2 separate regions of the Sus scrofa genome follow, and region 2 is linked to region 1. The links are chromatin contacts, called in public HiChIP or PLAC-seq maps. All regions are on one chromosome and are shown on one strand. Each heading gives the region's core, a stretch centred on a gene start, on an enhancer-like site or on the middle of the called end of the contact. The rest is flanking DNA. Distances are from core to core; before and after follow the strand shown.

The links. HiChIP or PLAC-seq counts read pairs in DNA pulled down with a chosen protein or histone mark.
Region 2: a contact with region 1 is called in an H3K27ac HiChIP or PLAC-seq map of skeletal muscle. The contact joins two enhancer-like sites. A contact is called at or near these places in 1 of 47 Hi-C or Micro-C datasets (skeletal muscle) and 1 of 2 datasets of contacts at active chromatin or transcription factors (skeletal muscle).

Annotation. Positions count from the first base shown.
Region 1 is chr17:51,024,896-51,030,419 of Sscrofa11.1, reverse strand. No RefSeq gene overlaps it. Among named protein-coding and RNA genes, the nearest start is that of ZNFX1, 69 kb to the right of the region's middle. Within about 2 kb of position 2,844, at least 4 of the 83 cell types and tissues checked have an H3K27ac peak or open chromatin away from gene starts, as enhancers often do. A contact at or near this core is called in skeletal muscle, where this site is marked.
Region 2 is chr17:51,353,321-51,358,844 of Sscrofa11.1, reverse strand. No RefSeq gene overlaps it. Among named protein-coding and RNA genes, the nearest start is that of B4GALT5, 22 kb to the right of the region's middle. Within about 2 kb of position 2,549, at least 40 of the 83 cell types and tissues checked have an H3K27ac peak or open chromatin away from gene starts, as enhancers often do. A contact at or near this core is called in skeletal muscle, where this site is marked.

The DNA of each region.
Region 1 (5,524 bases), core at 1,595-4,094:
GTAGCTGCTGGCCTACGCCACAGCCACAGTAACGCCAGATCTGAGCCGCATCTTCGACCTTAACCCACTGAGTGAGGCCAGGGATCGAACCTGCATCCTCATGGATCCCATTCAGATTTGTTTCCACTGAGCCATCATGGGAATGCCACACACACACACACACAAAACAGAACTTTAATTTTGTCCATAGATTGGGGTTTCTCAACCTCAGCACTATTGACGTTTGGGCTGCATCATTCTTTGTTACGGTAGTCTGCTCTGTGCACCGTAGGGTATTTAACGGCATCCCTGGCCTCTGCCTTCAAAATTCCAAGAGCACCCTCTCCCCGGTTGGGACAACCAAAAATGACTCTAGACATTACCAGATGTCCCCCGAGGGACATCACCTCCAGTTGAGACTCACTGGAAGTGGTAAAAAATTCAAAATCCGAAAAGTATAGTGAAAAGTGAAATTACCCTCCCACCTCTAGACTCCAGGCCTCCTGTCCTCAGAGGCAATTACTGCTACCAGCTTCTCATCTATCGTTCCATAGACAGTCTTGGCAAACAGCCCCACACCCCCGCAGGTATATGTGCTGAAGAGCTTCCTGACCCTCTTATGAGCCTGTGACCTGCTCTGTTGTACACAGTAATTTCTAGTCTCCTACAGCTGGACATGCAAGTTGCTGCCAAACTTTTGCTGTAACAAACACTGCTGAAACGAATGGCCTGTCAACGGCTCCTGTGGGCTCTGCCTTCAAAATAGATCTGGAATCTGCCCTTCTCACCCCTCTGAGCCACAGCTCTGGGCCATGCCATCACTGTCTGTTGCCGAATGATCACAGCAGGCTCTCTGCTTCCACTCTTGATCCCGTTCAGGCTCTTCTCAACACAGCAGCCAGAGGGATCCTGTCAAACTGTCAGTTCAATCATGTCACTTTACCAGCAAAACCCTCCAAAGGCTTCCCATCACCTTTTGAATAAAATCCAGGGTTTTCCTTGGCATTGTCTACAAGGCCATACAGCCCCTGGCCCCTGCCTGCCTCTCTGGTTCCACCTCCTCCTGCTCTTCTGGAGGGCGCTATGCTCCATCGTCACATTCCTCCTTGTTATTCCTCAGACGTGCCCACTGTGGGCTCATCAAATGACACTGCTCCTTTCTGGGCCCCTCCCAGATCCCTGCACCCTCTCTGACCACCTTTCTATTACTCTTTACCTCCTTCACTCCCTATCGGACACATTAACCACTGGTCAGTTTTCCAACACACCAAGCACACTCCACCCCAGGGCCTTTGCTCTGGCTCCCCCCTGGACTTGGAAGAGCTTCTGTAGGATGGTCACATGGTTCTCTCCCTATTAATAGTAACACCCTCCCCCACATCCCTCCACACAGACACACACCTCAGAGTCCATCCCCTTCTCTGCTTTATTGTTCTCCACAAGTTACCACCTTCTGACATACTCTGTTTTATTGATTTTGTTTACTGTTTAATCCCTCCAACAGAATGTGAATTTCTCCCTCCAGCAGAGTGGAAATTCAAAAGCTGAAAAGCAAAGAGAACAAAGACTGGGGGAAAAAAAAAAAACAGAATATACAAGGATCCATGGGGCAACCACAAAAGGTTTAACATATGTATAATGGAAACACCTGAGAAAGGAGAAAGAGAGAAAGGAACAAAAGAAATATTTGAAAAAATAATGACTGAGAATTTCCACAAATTAACGTCAGACACCAAACCACAGATCCAGGAAGCACAAAGTAGGGTAAATACAAAAATACCACAACTAAAAAACCCAGACAAACAAAACTTCACCCAGGTGAGTCATTTTCAAACTGTAGAGAATCATCAATAAGAAGTCCTGAAAGAAGCCCAAGGAAAAAGCACTTCACCCAGTGAGGAACAAGGATAAGAATTACATCCACCTTCTCAGAAACCATGCAAATGAGGAGAGAGTGGAATGAAATATTTAAAGCGTTGAAAGAAAAAGTCACCAGCAGTGCAGGATTTGTGAAGGTTGGAGCCAGACTGCCTGGGTTCAAAATCCTGACTCCTCTACTTGGCGGTTACATGTCATCAGGGAGGTCTCAGCTTCTGTGCCTCCGTGTCTCTAACTGCAGAATATGGCTAATTCACTGCAGCAACAGTGAATACATTAATTGCCTCAGGGCCAAGAATCGGATGAGGTGACTGAGGCAGAATTGTATGAGTAGAGAGTTGGATTCTATTCTAATAACTACCATAATTTTAAGGCAGTGAGCACTTAAAAACTGTTTCAAGGCATCTGCAACAGCTATAATGGGATGCAAAATAATCCATGGTGTTTTTCAGTGGCAATGTCACAAATACTGTTAATACTACTAAGATTTGTTGCCTATATTCATAACTGAAGGAAGTGCTGCATTTCAGCTAGAGGTCAGTGAAAATAAAGCTAAAGAGTTTTGCCCCATCCAAATTCGCAGAGCTAGGTTACAAATCCCTACATTAGGGGAGATAGAAATCTATTTCATCAGTCACAACTAGCACTTAAATATTTTTTAAAATATTTGTTTATTTATTTTGTTTTTTAGGGCTCTACCTGAGGCATATGGAATTTCCCGGGCTAGGGGTTAAATCAGAGCTTCAGCTGCTGGTCTACACCACAGCCACAGCAACACAGGATCGAAGAGGAAACAGCATGATGGAAAGCAGGTCCAGCAGCCACTGCCACATTGCAGGTGCAAACATCCTTGTCCCTCCCTCCAGGGCCCCATTGGCCTTGGTCTGGCCCCCATCTGCCCTTCTGCCCTCACACAAGTACACACACAAGACCCAAGTTCAACAGACACTGTGTTGTCAGCAGTTGCACAGCTGCTTCCCCCGTCCTCAGGGAGAAGAGCAGGTGTGGCAATGCCCATGTCCTGAGCTCATCGCCTGTCTGGGGACATGCCCCTCCTGATGGCCACATGTCCCCACAGCAAATATTAGCAAAGCTGTTTGTAAAGAGCCAGCTGGCGGCATGTCTGGAGGTCCTGGGCTGCAAAGGTTTGAGGCTAATTAAATGGCCTCTGATGAGCCATTATAGGGAGCTAAGCCTGGGCATTTTTGTGCTTTTCTGGATATGTGGGTGTGTTCTTATCATCAGTCCTGGATGTTAAAGGAGAGAGTCTGGGAGAGGATGTTGAAATCAGAAAAACAAAACCTCTAAGGGACTCTACTCTCTGGTTTCCCAAGGGAGCAGGGGTTTGACCCTGTGCCGATGGGAAAGGAGGGAACAACTGATCGGGTATCAGATATGCTGGGAATTAACCCTGTACTAATAAGCAGGAAATTGCCAAAGGAGAAGATGGGCTTTGGGGTCTGGGAGGGATTTAAAGCTGCAGCTCAGTCTAGTGGTTCAGAAGGGAAACATCGGGGTCCGAAGCATCTGAGTTCAAATGCTGCCTAGGGAGATTTATCATCCAGGCCAAGCTCCTCATGCCAGAAATCTCAGAGAACATAAACTCATACTAGGTTAACACTTCCTGACCATTTGTGTGGGCCAGGCACTTTTGTGAGCACTTCACATGCTCTTGCTAATTAATTCTTGGCCACAACTCTATAAAAGTCAACTTATGAAATTATCGTCATGGGTATTATAAAACGAGCATCAACAACAATTCTGCGAAATTAGCATCATCCTTATTTTACAGATGAGGAACTGTATGAGTCACTTGTTGCTGCATAACAAATTGCCCCAACACTTAGCAGCTTAGAACAGCATTTATTATCTCACCCAGTTTCTGCGGCTTAGGGATTTGGGAGTCATTTAGCTGCCTGGTTCTAGAACAGACTCTCCCATGAGGCTGCAGTCAAAATATTGGCCAGGGCCATAGTCCTCCGAAGGCCAAACTGGGGCTGGGGGACCCTCTTCCTAGATGGCTCCCCCATGCAGCTGGCAGGTAGGTGTGTGGGGCTATTGGCAGGAGGCATTGGTTTTTTTCCCCACATGAATCTCTCCACAGCATTTTTTGAGTGTCCTCACGACATGGCTGAGGGCTTCCCCCAAAGTGAGTGATCCCGGAGAAAGACAGAAGCTGCAGGTTCTTTTTTGCTCCAATTTTTTTTTTAATTGTGGAAAAAACACACTAGTAAACAAGAAGATACATGTACTGCTCAGCGCTATGCAGAAAATGAACAGGTGGTGATATAGGCTGACTGGGGAGTATCACTCCAGACAGGCAGTCAGGGAAGACCCCCCCAGAGGTGGTGACTGTGAGATAAGATCTGGCCGACAGGCAGAGCAAGTCACCAGAAGAGCTGGGAGAGCTCTTCTGGCAGAAGGCATAGCAAGTGCAAAGGCACTGAGGTAGGAACACGCTTAGGAGGCCAGCGTGGCTGCAGAGGGATGAGTGAGGGGAAGGGTAGGAGATAGGAGGTGGCAGGCATCAGCAGGGACCCAACTTATAGGACTTGGTCAAGCAGGATTACTCAGAGAGCAGTGGGCAGCCACAGAGGGGTTTAAGTCAGGGAACAGCACAGTCCTTGCATCCAGGAGCCTCTCCCAAACCGGGAATCATCTCAGCTAAACCCAGAGGCATTCGCTCCTCCAAGCCGGTGTCCGAGAGCTCAGCCTGGAGCAGCTCCGCTGGGAATTGCTACCATCCATCCTTGTCTCTGCCCGCCTGAGACCCAGACCAGCGGCCCCATTAATATAAATGAGGCCTTTGCTGACTCGATTTCCAAATGAGTCCAGCCGTTCAAGATCTCTATTCCAGGAAATGTGAAATTTATATAATGAAAATTAAAAGAGAAACCGGGGAAGCAGCTCCTTAAGTGCCTGCTTCCCGGGTAAGCGAGCCAGGTCTGCGCATCTATCAGGAGATGGATGAAGGTGCCGCCTGAGGGCTGCTGGGAAGCTGTGATCAGTGGGGAGGCCCGGAGCACGGTGGCTGCAGGCAAGGAAGAAGCCACAGACCCCCTTCCTCTCCTCCAAAAATCAGCCGTGATCATAAAACTCACGTTCACTGCTACCTGCCCAGCCCTGTCCTAAGCACTTTACTTACCTGGGTTTTTTCATTTAAGCTTCATGACAACCAGATGGTGTAGGCACTACTATGTTCCCCATTTTACAGATGGAGAAACTGAAGGTCATGTTGGAAAAAGGACTTGACCAAGGTCACGCAGCAAAATAGTGGCCACAATGCGACTCAGGTCTTTTGTCTATTATCTCCAAGGACCCTCTTGTCCAGAGTCCCAACAATGTGGAATGGAAGAAAAGCTCAGGAGGCAGAGAGACTTGGGTTTGAATTCGAGCTTCAACTACTGGCCTGTTGTGTGAACTTTTTATCATATTTAATGTCTACCCTGCTAAAATTCCAGCTACACAGGCGAGGCAGAGATTTTTGTCTGCTTTTTTCACTGTTGTGTTCCCAGCCCCTGGGACATTGACTTGCACAGATTGGGTGCTCAATAAATATTTGTTAAGTGAATGAAAAAGCCAGAGAGGAGTTCCCATCGTGGTTCAGTGGTAAGGAACACAACTAGTAACCATGAGGATGCGGGTTCAATCCCTGGCCTCACTCAGT
Region 2 (5,524 bases), core at 1,300-3,799, 330 kb before region 1:
GGGATCTGGGGTTGCTGTGGCTGTGGTGCAGGCCAGCAGCTACAGCTCCAATTCGACCCCTAGCCTGGGAACTTCCATATGCCGTGGGTGCGGCCCTAAAAAAAGACAAAAAGACAAAAAAAATTAAAAAAATAAAAAGCTATGACAACCAACACTGTAAACCAACTATAATGGAAAAAATAAAAATCATTTTTTAAAAAATTTTAAAAAACCCTGAAAACCAGCCCGAAGTCTAGTGTCAAAGCTCATCTGGGAACAAACCCTGACCTGATCTGAGGCCATGTCTAGGCTTGTTGAACCCACTTAGTGTGAATATTCATGTGTTTCATATCAATGTTTTTGATTGTAAGATGCTATAAAATATATGGCTTATAAACCACTTTACTACTCTGAAATGGGAACATTTCTAAGTTTTGAAACACTGATTTCTGATAAGGGATTGTAGATTTGTGCTGTCAGTTCTCATGACAGCTGTGATGTGAATGCTTTTAATATCCTCATTTTACAGATGAAGAAACAGGGTCAGAGCGGTTATGTGCATCGCCCAGACCACCCAGCTAGGACGTGAAAGAGTGAGGATTTGGACCCAGGCCGACCGACTCTAGAGCTTCTGTTGGAGGGAATTTTTTTGTTTGTTTCCTTTACTGTAGGACTTTCCAGAGGCTTTAATCTGCTAACATGCTCTGTAAATCTCCAGGAGAGGACTATAGAACGCAGCAATCCCCAAACACGTAGACTGTGGACGTCAAGATCATTTTTTTCAAGGAATCTCCCAGAACTAACTCTGAGAACCAGGGAGTCCCCTTGGAGGATATAAGGAACCTTGGCCAACCAGGAGCATGAAGGAGCCGAACCCTGCGCATGGGAGCAGGCAGAAGAATCCTTGGCAACTCCCACCCTGTCACTAATTAACTACGTGACCTTGAAAAAAAAAAAATCCCGATTCCTAACTTGTAAAGCAGATGACAAAACCACCTTGAGGTCCGTCAGCCTGCCAGCAGCATTTTGTACAGTCTTTGAAGAGGAGGAAGCCTAATGCATTTGAAGTAGACATTCAAAAAAAACTTCAAGGGGGTACAGCTGGTGCAAGTTTCCTGAAAATTCTCTGAAACACCAGGCTGGGCTGGCTGAGCTGCTCAGTGGCAGGAAAGCAGGCAGGAGAATTTCTAAATGTCCCTCAAGCTCCAAAATGCTGAGTCCCAGATCCCTTCCAACCCTTTAATAACTGAATTTGTCAACATTTCTATTTTTTTTTGTTCGTTTTTTTCTTTCTTTCTTTCTTTCTTTTTTTTTTTTTTTTTTTTTTTTGCTTTTTAGGGCCTTACCTGTGACATATGGAAATTCCCAGGCTAGGGGTCGAACTGGAGCTGCAGCTGCTGGCCACAGCCACAGCCACAGCCATAGCAATGCCATATCCAAGCCATGTCTGTGAGCTACACCACAGCTCACGGCAAGGACAGATCCTTAATCCACTGAGTGGGGCCAGCGATCAAACCTGAGTGCTCATGGATACTCGTCGGGTTCATTGCCACTGAGCTGCAATGGGAACACCCAAAGATTTATTTTTAAGAACTGAAGATGTGCTTGACAACATGGAGAGTTAAAACTGGAGACAACTTAAATGTTCCCAAGCAGGGATCCAATCAAGTATGATATAAAAAATAGTGCAAAGAAAAGCTGTAATTATATATATTACAGGGTAGTGGTTAAGGTCATAGGCTCTGGAATCAGATTCTCTTGAGTTCAAATCCTGACTCTGCTGTTTACTAAGCATACACTCTTAGTCAATTTACTTGACACCTAAGGGCTTCACTTTTCTTTTCTGTAAAATGGGTATAATAATTGTCCTCACTACAGAGCATTCTCAAAAAAGATGAAATGAGTTAAAACAGACCATGCCTAGAACTATCACCATGAAAGTAAATGTGACTAAATGTATCTTATTTGAGTCATAACATTTTTATCTCCTTTGTACGAATCACATTTTGATCTACCATCCCATTTCACTACCCTTTCTTTTAAGGAGAAGAATGAGAGGGTTATGCCCAGGGTTATGCAGCAGGAAAAGCTCATCTTGGAACCCAAGCATCCTGCCTCCCGAGTTCAGGGCCTGACCACTGGGCTAGAGCTGTGCTCGTTAGCTGTGCTTGAGGCTCGCTCTGGGGATCCCCTAGCCTATGGCCTGTCGGCCCAGTTACAGCTGAAGCTGGTCCAGCATGAGGGACGGCAGTGTCTCCTCAGATGGCCCCACGGGGCACCTCGCCAGGCCCTTTTTTCCTCTGGAGCCCGGCCTCGCTCACACAGGCTGCTCTGTGAGGCTGTGGGCAGGAGGCCTCTCTCGCCAGCAGTGTTCAGTTACCCCAGTGACATTCAATTGTTCCGAAGAGAAGAGCCTCGTTTTTTGGCAGCCCCTAGACCTGGATTCCAGGAAGCTCTGCCTGGCTCCTTTTCTGTTTGTTTCCAGTCAGCAAGTCCGCCTGTATCACTTTCCACCGGGTTGCGTAAGTCCGCCTGCTGCTCTCACTCTCCCTCTCTTACTGTCATCTTGATACCACTCTGAGCTCACTGCCGGTCAGGGAGGAAGACCTGGGACCTATAAGGGGAGGAGACAAGACGCAGGGTGTGTCAGCAGGTATTTATTGCTTCCTAGATAGACCCAAATGGCAGCTTGGCCCAGTCCCAACATTTTCAGGGATGCGTGTCTTACCCGAGACAGAAAAGCCCAGGCTCTCGGCCCTGAAAAGAGATCCCTGAGGTGGCAGCTCGGCCCTGCAGGTGAAGGGCCCTGTCTGTATGGACCATGGTAGAGCCCCCTCTACCCTCTGTGGGATTATTTTGGCAGGCGCTTGGAAAACTGAAATGGAACACACAGCCCTGGAGGCAACTGCCTGAGTTCAAATTCTGGCTCTGCCACTAACCGGCTATGTGATTTTGGGCAAATTACTGAACCCTCTGTGCCTCAGTTTCTATACCTGTGCATGGAGATAACAATAAAACCTCCCATATTAGACTGTAATAAGAACTGAGTCAGTTAATACATGCAAAGGGCTTAGTACAATTATCGCTATAATTATAATAGTAACTATTATTATTGATATCCACTAGAGAGAAAAGTTCCTGTTTGTGCCCAAGGAGATTAGACAATAACATTCACTGTGGCATGATTTTTCACAGTGGCAGGTTGAAAGCCATTTAAATATCTCTCAGAGTTCCTTGGTGGCCTAGCAGTTAAAGATTCGGCATTGTCACTGCTGTGGCTCAGGTTCAGTCCCTGGCCTGAGAACTTCTGCATGCCACAGGTATGGCAAAAAAAAAAAACACAAAAAACCTCTCTCTCAGGAGTTCCCATTGTGGTGCAGCAGAAACGAATCTGACTAGTATCCATGAAGATGCAGGTTCAATCCCTGCCCTCGCTTAGTGGGTTAAGGATCCGGCGTTGCTGTGAGCTGTGGTGTAGGTCGCAGATGTGACTCAGATCTGGTGTTTCTGTGGCTGCGGTGTAGGCAGGCAGCTGCAGCTCCGATTTGACCCCCAGCCTGGGAACTTCCATATGCTGCAGATGCGACCATAAAAAAGCAAAAGAAAACTAAACAAAACCTCTCAGTTGCTAAACAAATTATAGTATATCCGCACTGTGGGTTTCTGTACAGCAGTTAAAAAGAAAGGGGAAGATCTATGTGGCCTGATGTGAAAAGACTCAAAATATAATGATCAGGAGTTCCCGTCATGGCACAGCAGAAGCGAATCTGACTAGGAACCATGAGGTTGTAGGTTCGATCCCTGGCCTCGCTCAGGGGGTTAAGGATCCGGTGTTGCCATGAGCTGTGGTGTAGGTCGCAGACGTGGCTTGGATCTGGCATTGCTGTGGCTGTGGCGTAGGCCAGCGACTACAGCTCCAATTAGACCCCTAGCCTGGGATCCCCCATATGCTGCAGGTGCGGCCCTAAAAAAAGACAAAAAGACAAAAAAAAAAAAATATATATATATATATAAAATGATCAGTGACAAAAAGCAAGAAGCTGAAGGACACACGGACGGGAATATTTATGTAAAACATAAAAATGCAAAACAGTCTGTGAGTCAGGAACATACGTAAATGCATAGGGAAAATGTCCAGGACAGCGCTGCCTGATTATGGTTGTCACTAGCCACATGTTGCTATTTACATTTAAATGTAAGTTCATTAAAATAAAATAAAATAAAAAATTCAGTTCCTCAGGGACATCAGCCATACTCAAGTGCTCAATAGCCACATGTGGCTAGTGGCTAGTATACTAGACAGTGCAAATATAGACCCGCCCCTCACTGCAGAACATTCTGTTGGATGGTGCTGGTCTAGATGGGTGAAAAAGAGAAATCGACAACAGCAGTTACCTTGGCATGAAAGGAGCAAGGATGCCAGGGTATCATTTATTCTTTTTTTTTTTTTTTTTTTTTCTGGCCATGCCTGTGGGATGCAGAACTTCCCAGGCCAGGGATCAAATCCAAGCCACAGTGGTGACCTGAGCCACAGCAGTGACAACACCAGATCCTCAATCTGCTGAGCCACAAGGGAATTCTTATCGTTTATTCTTTTAGCAGATGTTTATCAAGCACTTACTCTGTGCCAGGCATTGCCCTCACACTGGCACCACAGCCTGAGTAAGACATAGCTGCCTTCTTGGAGTTTTCATTCCAGTGGCTGGTATGTCAAATGGAAACTGATGTTTTGGTGAAAAATAGAGCAGGTGCAGTGGATAAAGAATGTTGGCAGATGGCCTGGGGTGATCATTAAGACATTTTTTACATTTACCTGCATTTTTTTTTTAAATGAGGAGACTGCCTTACTTGTGTAATTAAAATTTTATGAAAGGAAACAAAAGTACCTCAACCCTGGAGAGAGGAAGTCTGGATTCCTGCCCCACTCTGTCCTTAACCCTTGGGCCCTATGCCTTGTGATGTAAGCTTTCTGGTCCCCCATTTCTGTATCTCCATGTGTGTGAGATAGGGGCTCCGAGGCGCCACCAGCCCCTCCATCCTGTGGTTGGATGTTTTCATGAGTCTCTTCACCTGTCCAGGAAGCCCATGGATCGCTGGAGTCCTTTGGAAATGTTAGCGTGTAAAACCATGCAGGACCCTGTTGCAACAGACACAACAACCCAAGGACAGAGAAAAGGAGAAGGATGGGGAGGAGCAGGGGGGAGGCATGGAGATGCCCTGCGGTCAGCTGGACTCTCCAGCCAACTTCTCCTGGGAGCTGCTTGTACACACCCAAGTTAAAGCAACACAGAGTTCTTGTTATAGTAGTGCAGACAGACGCTTTAAAATAATAGCTAAAATAATAGCTAATAGTCACTGAGCTCGACGATGCTGCAGGCACCGTTTCTGTGGATTAACTCCTTAATCCTCATGACAGCTCTATGGAGGTCAGTACAGTTTATCAACCCCATTTTACAGATGAAACAACTGAGGTTCCAACATAATAAATAACACTTGATTGTTAGGTGGAGCGGCTGGGCCTTTACCTAGGGGTCTTAACCACCAG